Regions from separate parts of the Sus scrofa genome. Here region 2 is linked to region 1. The links are chromatin contacts, called in public HiChIP or PLAC-seq maps. All regions are on one chromosome and are shown on one strand. The core of a region is the stretch at or near the end of the contact, and the rest is flanking DNA. Distances in the headings are between cores, read along the strand shown.

Region 1 (4,126 bases), core at 933-3,432:
TGGAGAAGTGATTATTTTTCTCCTTCAGTACCATGCACTCGGGTTACTACAATATTTCCCCCTATGCTTTTAAGGCTACTATTCAGAAATTTAGAGACTGGAACGTTTTGCAAACTCCAGTCAAAATAGCATTTCACTGATCGCTTGTTATTTTCACATGTAGTTCCAAGATTCATTCATGAAACTAGAGCTGTCAGGATCTTAATGAGACAATCCTACTTTTTTCATTACCTCAACTGGTTTAGCCAAACATATGCATAACCAGTCCACTTTTATGCACCTAGAGAGAGCAAGTCTTTGGATCAGATCTAATTTTATGCACTCAAAGGAGAAAACTCAAACCACAACAAAGCCAACAATGATAATGATTCAGTAGTGCCTGTGGATTGGTCCCACCCCTGGGAACTGCTCTCCACCCACTCCTGGGTGACAGAGGTACTTCTCTGGGTGTGCTAGATTTAGATGCAGCAAAAGATGCAGACAGTTACATTTGCCAAGTCTCCAGAGTCAGCAAAGCAGCGTTTGAACTGCTCTGGAGAAAGTATGGAGGACCTGAACAAAAACTCATCAATGGCACAAAACCCAGTTCATTTCCCAAATAGCCCTAAAAATCAAAGCAGCCTCATCTATCTCAACAAGAGAGTCAGAAATGCTAGGCCTGGAAGGGCATCTTAGGGAACCGGTCCTAGAAACCGGTTCATTGACATACAAATCAGAGTTCCACAAAAAAGCAGAATGAATGTCTTATCATATATTATCCATCCTCTTGAAATTTAATGTCTATTAGAGGTTGATGCTCTGAACAGCAAGGCTTTACTCAGATATCTGATTCCACATGGTATATATTTCCTGACCAATAAATCTACACACACACACACACACACACACACATACACACACACACACAAATTCACATGAACAAATTCTTTGCGAATGTCAACTTGAAAAAGAAAAATTAAAAACAAAAGCAATCAGAACCCAATTTACCTCGGTCCACCCCTCTTCTTTTCCTTTTTAAAAGTGCTTTTGAATGTTTGAAATCTGAACATCAATAGCTGCTTCTATAAGCTTTTTCTAGCCCCCCAAACAATTACTTACTAACATATCTTTTACATCTTTTATTAGTATTAGTAATCCTATAGACTGATAATCTCTAGAAGGCTAGAGATTATAGTTTTCATGAACAAACAGGCTTTCAAAAACATTGTAGCTAAAGTTTCTCTTTTGTAAAATCTCTGCTAAAGAAATAGAATCTAAAGTTGTGTCTCCTTGTGTGACTATGTAACTTTTAACAATGGCAATAAAAGGTCAGTATTCATAGCAAACTGAATACCATATTTTCAAATATCCTAACAAAGAATCATGCTACCACCTGTTTTGCTCTAAGTTACGGATCCTAATTATCTATCACTCTTTTGTTTAGAGGCAAATGACCTATAATCTTCTTGTAATAATAGTTCCACAGATTAATATAGCAAAAAACAAAACAAAACAAAAACTCTCCTCCCCCCAAACACACACACACACACCAGAGGAGAAAAGCATTTATAATTTCCAAACAGAAAAGCAAACTTCACTTTTGCTTTCTGAATGTGTGCTTCCTGGGAACAAACTTAATCTTTCCATTTGCATTGCTTCCAGATTCATTCAGGAACTATGTGTTTTGCAATTAAATGGCACTCCATATTTAAAATAAAAATTGGCATTTTGTTTCTGTTTCCATTTTCAAAGAGCATATTTTTTAATCACATCCAAAATAGTTCAGCATTTTTCCCACTAGTACAAAAAAAAAAAAAAAAAAACCAGCAACACAGACCCTCAATACACGTCTCCTAACACACGAGTACCTTTTTGCTCTTGGTCTCCTGTCAGCTCCATCTGTACTCTTACTGTGAACAGCTATAGCATAAAAATGTCTACTCACATGCTTTTGATATTACACTATTTAATCACATACAGCTGTGGCTTAGGAGACTGTTACAAAACACAATTTTAATGTAGTACTCGAAGCCAATTTTGGATAAACATCAACCATTTACTCTGAATAAGAAGTCCAACACTAAAAAGATTTTCTTTTAAAGGAAAAGCCCGATTTTCTTAGAATTTGGCATGGGCATAATTGTGACTGAGCCCTCTTCTGCCAAAAAGACTGATAACGTCAAAGAGGATTGTGTGAATCATAGTAGTGCAAAAACAAAGCTTTCCAGAATTCCTGGAGCCAGAAAGACCTGAAATGACTTGCATTCGCCCTCCTCTTCTTTGGCCTCTGTCCCTTCCAATGGCCCCCACGTCCAACCCGAAATGCTTTTTATTATTTGATGGAAACAGTTTTGAGTTATAATTCTGTTCTTCTTTTTCCAAATGGAGAGAAAGTGAAAGGAAAATGTGTTGGAAAGATACTGTTAAGAGAAATATGCATGGTGTTTCCTTTAAGTTTGGAATTATTGGGGAGAAAAAAACATGATATTTTTACGTATCTACTCCTTTTAAGTAGGCACTAGATTTAGTGTTGTGAAAACAGTGACTACATTATAGAAAAGAAAAGGCCAATGATAACAAAGATTTGAAGGAGTAAAGAGAGAAAACAGCAGCTGAAGAGGGAGAGTAACCTCTTTCTGTATTTCTCTCATTTCAAACCAATTAAAATAGTATACATTCTAAAATGAGACAAGATTTATCATAGTTTCATGCTACCATTGCCTCCGCCCCCCACCCCACCTCCAAAGTGTAAGAAATATTTGGAGTTGTAGCTAAAAATACTATTGCTGGAAGATTTTGAGAAAACCAGTTCTGTATGTTTCAGGCTTTCAAAGGAAAAGAGTACTTGGGAGTTTTCAAGGCTGTTTTCAAACTGGCAAGTTACCAACTCTGACTATCAATGCAAATCTGAGGCAGGAAGTACTAAGGAAATTCTAAACTCACTCCCTCCCTCAGCAAAATTTTCTACATTTTCATCTGCAAGAAATGTGTTAAGGGTTGTTTGGTTTTGCTTTTGGAGGATCTGTACGTTCACATCTTTAAGAATATCCTTTACCCCCTCAGGAGCCTCCTTCTTCCTTTGGCAACTGCTCAGGCCTGGTGTTTTCAAGGGTCTGCTCTTTCCATGGCACAACTGGGCCCAGCTAGACTTTCACAGCCGGGCGGCCGTCCAGCTGCAGATGGTTGGAAATTCAGCCTGAAATCAGTGTGCCGTTGATGGATGACTCTTTCCACCTGACCCCAACTTCACACCAGGCTCTGAACAGAATCTGAGCACCACCAGCCAGAGAAACTTAGTCAGGGTCCTATGGTCTGAAACCTTCTCTTCAAGGTCTTCTGGGGAAGCAGATGGCCAAAGAAGGAAGGCGGGAGATGGATGAAAGAACAATGTGATAAGAAACTGCACTGAACTGATGGGAACAGAGTGAACTGGTAAGGCTCTGGAAAGGAAGGAAAGGCAAGCTTGCTGTGTGTGCTTGGGGGAATTTTTAAGTTTTATAAAGATGAGTAAAGTTTTCCAAAGATCACCTAGGGGAGAGGTATCTATTTCTCAACTGTAAAATATCAACTCATCAGACTGTGACTATGTTTTACTCTTTTGAGGTTTCCCAGTTCAACTAAGTTGTTTTGCCAAGAAACCTCCCCAAAGTGCCTCAGTACAGATAGAAATCCACCCTGAGTCTCACAGGGCAATAGCAACAGGTTGGGTGTTTGGAATGGGCTGTAACAAAATTCCTGAGAAATATTAGGTTACAACTCAATCAAACATCATCATGTATGTGATCATTAAGCCAATAAACTACTTTCAGCTCTCCTTTCTCTAAAACTTGGTGATTATTCAGAGTGGCCTGCCAACAGCAAATTCATTTTGATGAAACTCTTTTTGAATCCAGTTATGTCTCCTCTTTAAATATTCTGACTTGTCACCAAGATTTCTTCATTACTCCTAACCAAAAGTAATGTTCCTTTTAAAATTGCTTCTTTTAATAGGAAAAAAAAAAAAAAAAGGCCAAAAAGAAAACTGAGAAGTGACAACTTTTAATATGAGGTCTGGAAGAGAAAGCAGATTATACCCATATTACTACAAGGTATTGCCACAAGTCAACTATAGGTTTTCCTTGTATTTGACTTACACATAACTTTTCTA
Region 2 (4,312 bases), core at 1,476-3,975, 180 kb before region 1:
ACGAGTGAAACATCACTTAGGGTATTTCTTGTAATGCCTTTGACAATCATGCAAGAAATTTGAGTCATCTTCCTGAAAATGTCATAAAATAATCACTTTGAAATGAATTCCCTGCTTCTAGAAACCCCTGCTTCTGGAAACCCCCGTCGTAATAACCAATCCTTGTAAAGGCTAAACAACTTCCTCATTGTTACTTTATAAGCCATTCTGTACTGTCATGCCCCTGAGCTTTTATCAATTTTGAATTTGAAAGCTCCCACTTCATAAACTGTTCTTATTTGCACAATAAAATCTTCCTAGATACTATTTTACTGACCTGGTAGTTTTAATGTTGCTATTTCTAGATTTTTGACAGTGCTTTAAAGAGAAAAATACGTGTTAGGTCACCTTTGGTCAGGCCTGAGTTACAGTGCTTTGGCCATAAGTTCAATGTTAATGAATTAACAACATATATTAATTAGTTGTCTTTACATAGAGAACAGACTTGAGGTTGCCAAGGGGGATGGGTAGGGAGAGAGATGGGCTGGGAGTTTGGGGGTCATAGATGCAAACGATCACATTAAGAATGGGTAGACAACAAGGTCCTACTGTGTAGTACAGGGAACTATATCCAGTGTCTTAGGATAGACCATGACGGAAAATAATATATAAAATATATATATATATATATATATATATATATATATATATATATATCTACATAACTGAGTCACTTGGCTGTACAGCAAAAATTGACACAATATTATAAATCAACTATAACTTAATTAAAAATAGATGTCTTCAAACAGAAACACAGATAAAACAAGATTATGGATTGATTGGTTGATGAAAATGTTATAGTCAGGCTTTTGCAGAAACCTAACTCTATTGGTCAATGATTCATTATTTGCTAATTCAGTGTTTACAATAACTAGAGAAAATAACTACTGCAAATAACAAGAATCAACTCTATGTCTGTATCTGGAAACTAAAACGTTCCTGCTGTAAATGGTGATAATTTCACTTCTCTGTATAATTTCATGGTGCTGAAAATTAAAACTCATACAAATACGAATAAGAAGCACTTCACTCCTTAGCAAGTTCATTGTCTAGCAGGCGAAATGATAGAAATCAACCAGAATACAGGGTGATAGATATGATAATCAATGTATGAATGAAGTGAAATGGGAACAGAGATGCTTGTCCCGGCAAATGATTTTTGTGGGAATTGGGGATGGAATACGGATGCGTAATGCAGAGTATTTGAGATGGCTTCTCAGGTATTAATGGGAGTCCAGCAGATAGATTAGGAAACAGGTGGTATGAATGGGGGAAGGCTCAAACACAAATTATCCAACTATGATTTCATGAACAAAACCACCCAACATCAGGGTGCTATTTTGACAGTTGAAATGAACCTCTAAATAAGAAAACCCCTCATGTTGAACATTGTGAAAATATTTTTGAGTGAAACACTCATCAGTTAAGCTAATCACAGATTCCTCCCTTGCACTATGTATGTAATCTTGTTTAGTCTGCAAATCCACATAGTCCCGAGGAATGTCGTACATGGTGATGTTACAACAATAAAGTTTCTTAGATAAATGACCAAATAAGTAAAAGAATGTCAATGGACCTGATTTAAAAAAAAAAAAAAAAGAAAGAAAAAAAAGAGAGAGAGAGAGAAAATTTTACAGTTGCAGGACAACATTGGAGCAATGTTCCCATTCTATTTACTTCATCTGAAGAGACAGATATGGCTGGTCATATGCCTGGTTCCAGAAATGATCAAATATGAGAAATAAAAGACAAATTTCATAGAAAGTATCCTGTTGGTACTTGTCCTGTGTGGTGAGGCAGGAATCCCAGCAATTAAACACAATGGAGTCCTTGGTCCTCTGTGCCAACATTTTTAATAGTTCTACCATTGTGGTATCCTTCAGCTTTCCCTGGGAGAAATCACAGGTGTTCTTTGAGAGATACTAAAGTTACCCTTTGGCTGTGTTCAGATGGTTGGCCTTCATTCTGAACCACTCTGAATAGCTCTCTGAGTTCCAAGGAATCCACGTAGAGTACACAGTGCTGGAAACTGGATGACGGCGTCTCTCAAAGAAGATGGGGAAATTATCTCTTCAGAGCCCCTTATCCCCACTCTTAGCCCAACAAAAGAAGAGGGATGCATGCTTTCCAAATATGCTATACCTGGCTCCTGCTAACTCAGTTTAAATTCATCAGCAGCTGCAGCAAACTTACAGATGGTGCCAGACCCCAGGAGGGGACATTGATGGGGACAATGGGGCCTCCTGAAAAGAGGTGCCTTCTCCCTTTCAAAAGCCTAAGGACAAACTTTTCTCAAAGTCCAGGAGTTCTGGCAGAAAGAGGAAATGAAAAAGCCTAAGGAAAGAATTTTTTTTTTGCCACTTGGGAAACACAGAGACAAGGAAGACCCTGCTCAGCCATTGCTAATGTAATTCCACTCCTTTATGATGGCTATATCTACTGGGCCAGTTTCTCTTCCCTCACCTCCTTCTTCCCATTTTCTCGGAACAAGTCTGCTCACCAGGCTCTTTTGTCTTAGCACTTTTCACAAAGAACAGCACAAAATAGATGCTAGCAGAGCCAAAGGCAGAGGCCAGCAGGCTGTGCCTTCTTTGGCCCTGGCTGGAAGGTAATGCCAGCAGCCCACATTGACTCTCTCCTCCTCCAGCCAGCCTCTAGTGAAAGCAGGTCCAGCCAGTGCCCCAAGGAGCCGGCCCTGCTGCCCACGGCCCCCGCAGCAGGGTCTATAAGCTTCTGCTCCAGCCGGACGCCACAGCTCAGGACCAAGCAGGGCAAGCTGCTGGAAACCACCCTTATCAGGGCAAAGCCCACCACTAGAGGAAGTGGGAATGGAGCCAGAAAAACCTCCAGGGTTCAGCTGCTAACTGGGTTGGAGGGTCTGGCAGCAGAGTCATGGCCCCAAGCACACGGCTCAGACTCGCTGCAATAACCAGCTGCTTGTCTGGTCATTTGTTGCCAAATAGCAATCTTGGCGTCTAGCCATTGGGCTGGCACCAGGATGGAAATGCTGCAGCTCAACAATTTTCATTAGGTTGTGCCAACCCAGAGATACAGAGCCAGTCCCTGTCTGCAAGCCAGCCCAGTGCCATCGACTTCCTGTGGCAGGCAAAAGTCTGAGTCTCCCTTGCCTAAGTGAAGGAAAAGCATGTCAGAGGAAATGGCTGAAACACAAATGTGACAACCTAGAACCTCACTTCCAAATAGGTTGGAAGTAAAACCTTTGAGATTAGCTAAATTCAGCGTCTCCTGCAACAGCTGTCATTGTCCCCAGGCTTCTGCCTTAGCAAGAGAGACACAGGAGGGATTCAAACAGCTTTCAGTGTAAACCGCATGAATATGTAGATTTTCCTCCCATCTATAAACATATCAATAGCAAGATTACATGTGTTGGGTTTACTGTATATCCAAGAATCTATTAAACTATCTAACAATTTAAAAAATATTTTCAGGCTATGTAAATTTCACCCAGAAAAATGTACACACAGCCTATCCTCAAAATTGTGTATACATTTTAGTGGTTCCTTAAAAGTAATTAAGAGCCCAGCTTTACCTAAACGTTGTCTGTTTAATATAAAATCCTTGGTTTGAGAGTCTTGAAAAGGAGAGTGCCAAAGTATACTTCACTCCTTTACATCCCATAATTAATTACTCCCTATTTCTGTAAACCTTAACCTAGATCCCCTACAGAAAATCAGGCAAATTAAGGTCCAATAATTTGGTAGGCCATCAGTGATGACTAATTTCTTTGATTCAAAAGCTGGAAATGTTTTCTGTCTTTTTAGGGCCAAACTCAAGGCATATGGAGGTTCCCAAGGTAGGGGTTGAATCAGAGTTGTAACCTCTGGCCTACAGCACAGCCACAGCAATGCCAGATCCAAGCGCGTCTGTGACCCACACCTCAGCTCACGGCAACATCGGTCCATAACCGACTGAGTGAGGCCAGGGATTGATCTTGTGTCCTCATGGATGCTAATCAGATTCGTTTCCACTGAGCCACTATGGGAACTCCAAAAAAACTGGAACAGTTCCTTCTCTTGGACTCTCCTAGACTGGTTTCAATTCTTTGCACAGAGTATATGGAACAACATGCAGTTAATTCATCCACTTTGTTACAAACACTGGCTTAAGGGCATCCTAGGTGTCAGAAAAATGTAATCGTTCATCGCGCTGACAGCTGGAATCACAGGTCTCCCCTCTCCAGTTGTTTCAAGAAATCTGAACTTTGATATAGAATTTACAGAAATTGTTGATTCTAGATCGCAGGGTAAACCAT

The links. HiChIP or PLAC-seq counts read pairs in DNA pulled down with a chosen protein or histone mark.
Region 2: a contact with region 1 is called in an H3K27ac HiChIP or PLAC-seq map of skeletal muscle, with 3 times the contacts expected there. The contact joins two enhancer-like sites. A contact is called at or near these places in 1 of 47 Hi-C or Micro-C datasets (alveolar macrophages) and 1 of 2 datasets of contacts at active chromatin or transcription factors (skeletal muscle).

What each region holds. Positions count from the first base shown.
Region 1 is chr13:15,715,042-15,719,167 of Sscrofa11.1, reverse strand. The region is part of intron 4 of RBMS3 (RNA-binding motif, single-stranded-interacting protein 3); the gene reads right to left. Among named protein-coding and RNA genes, the nearest start is that of RBMS3, 750 kb to the right of the region's middle. Within about 2 kb of position 2,182, at least 29 of the 83 cell types and tissues checked have an H3K27ac peak or open chromatin away from gene starts, as enhancers often do. A contact at or near this core is called in skeletal muscle, where this site is marked.
Region 2 is chr13:15,894,089-15,898,400 of Sscrofa11.1, reverse strand. All of the region lies in intron 5 of RBMS3 (RNA-binding motif, single-stranded-interacting protein 3), which reads right to left. Among named protein-coding and RNA genes, the nearest start is that of TGFBR2, 890 kb to the left of the region's middle. Within about 2 kb of position 2,725, at least 11 of the 83 cell types and tissues checked have an H3K27ac peak or open chromatin away from gene starts, as enhancers often do. A contact at or near this core is called in skeletal muscle, where this site is marked.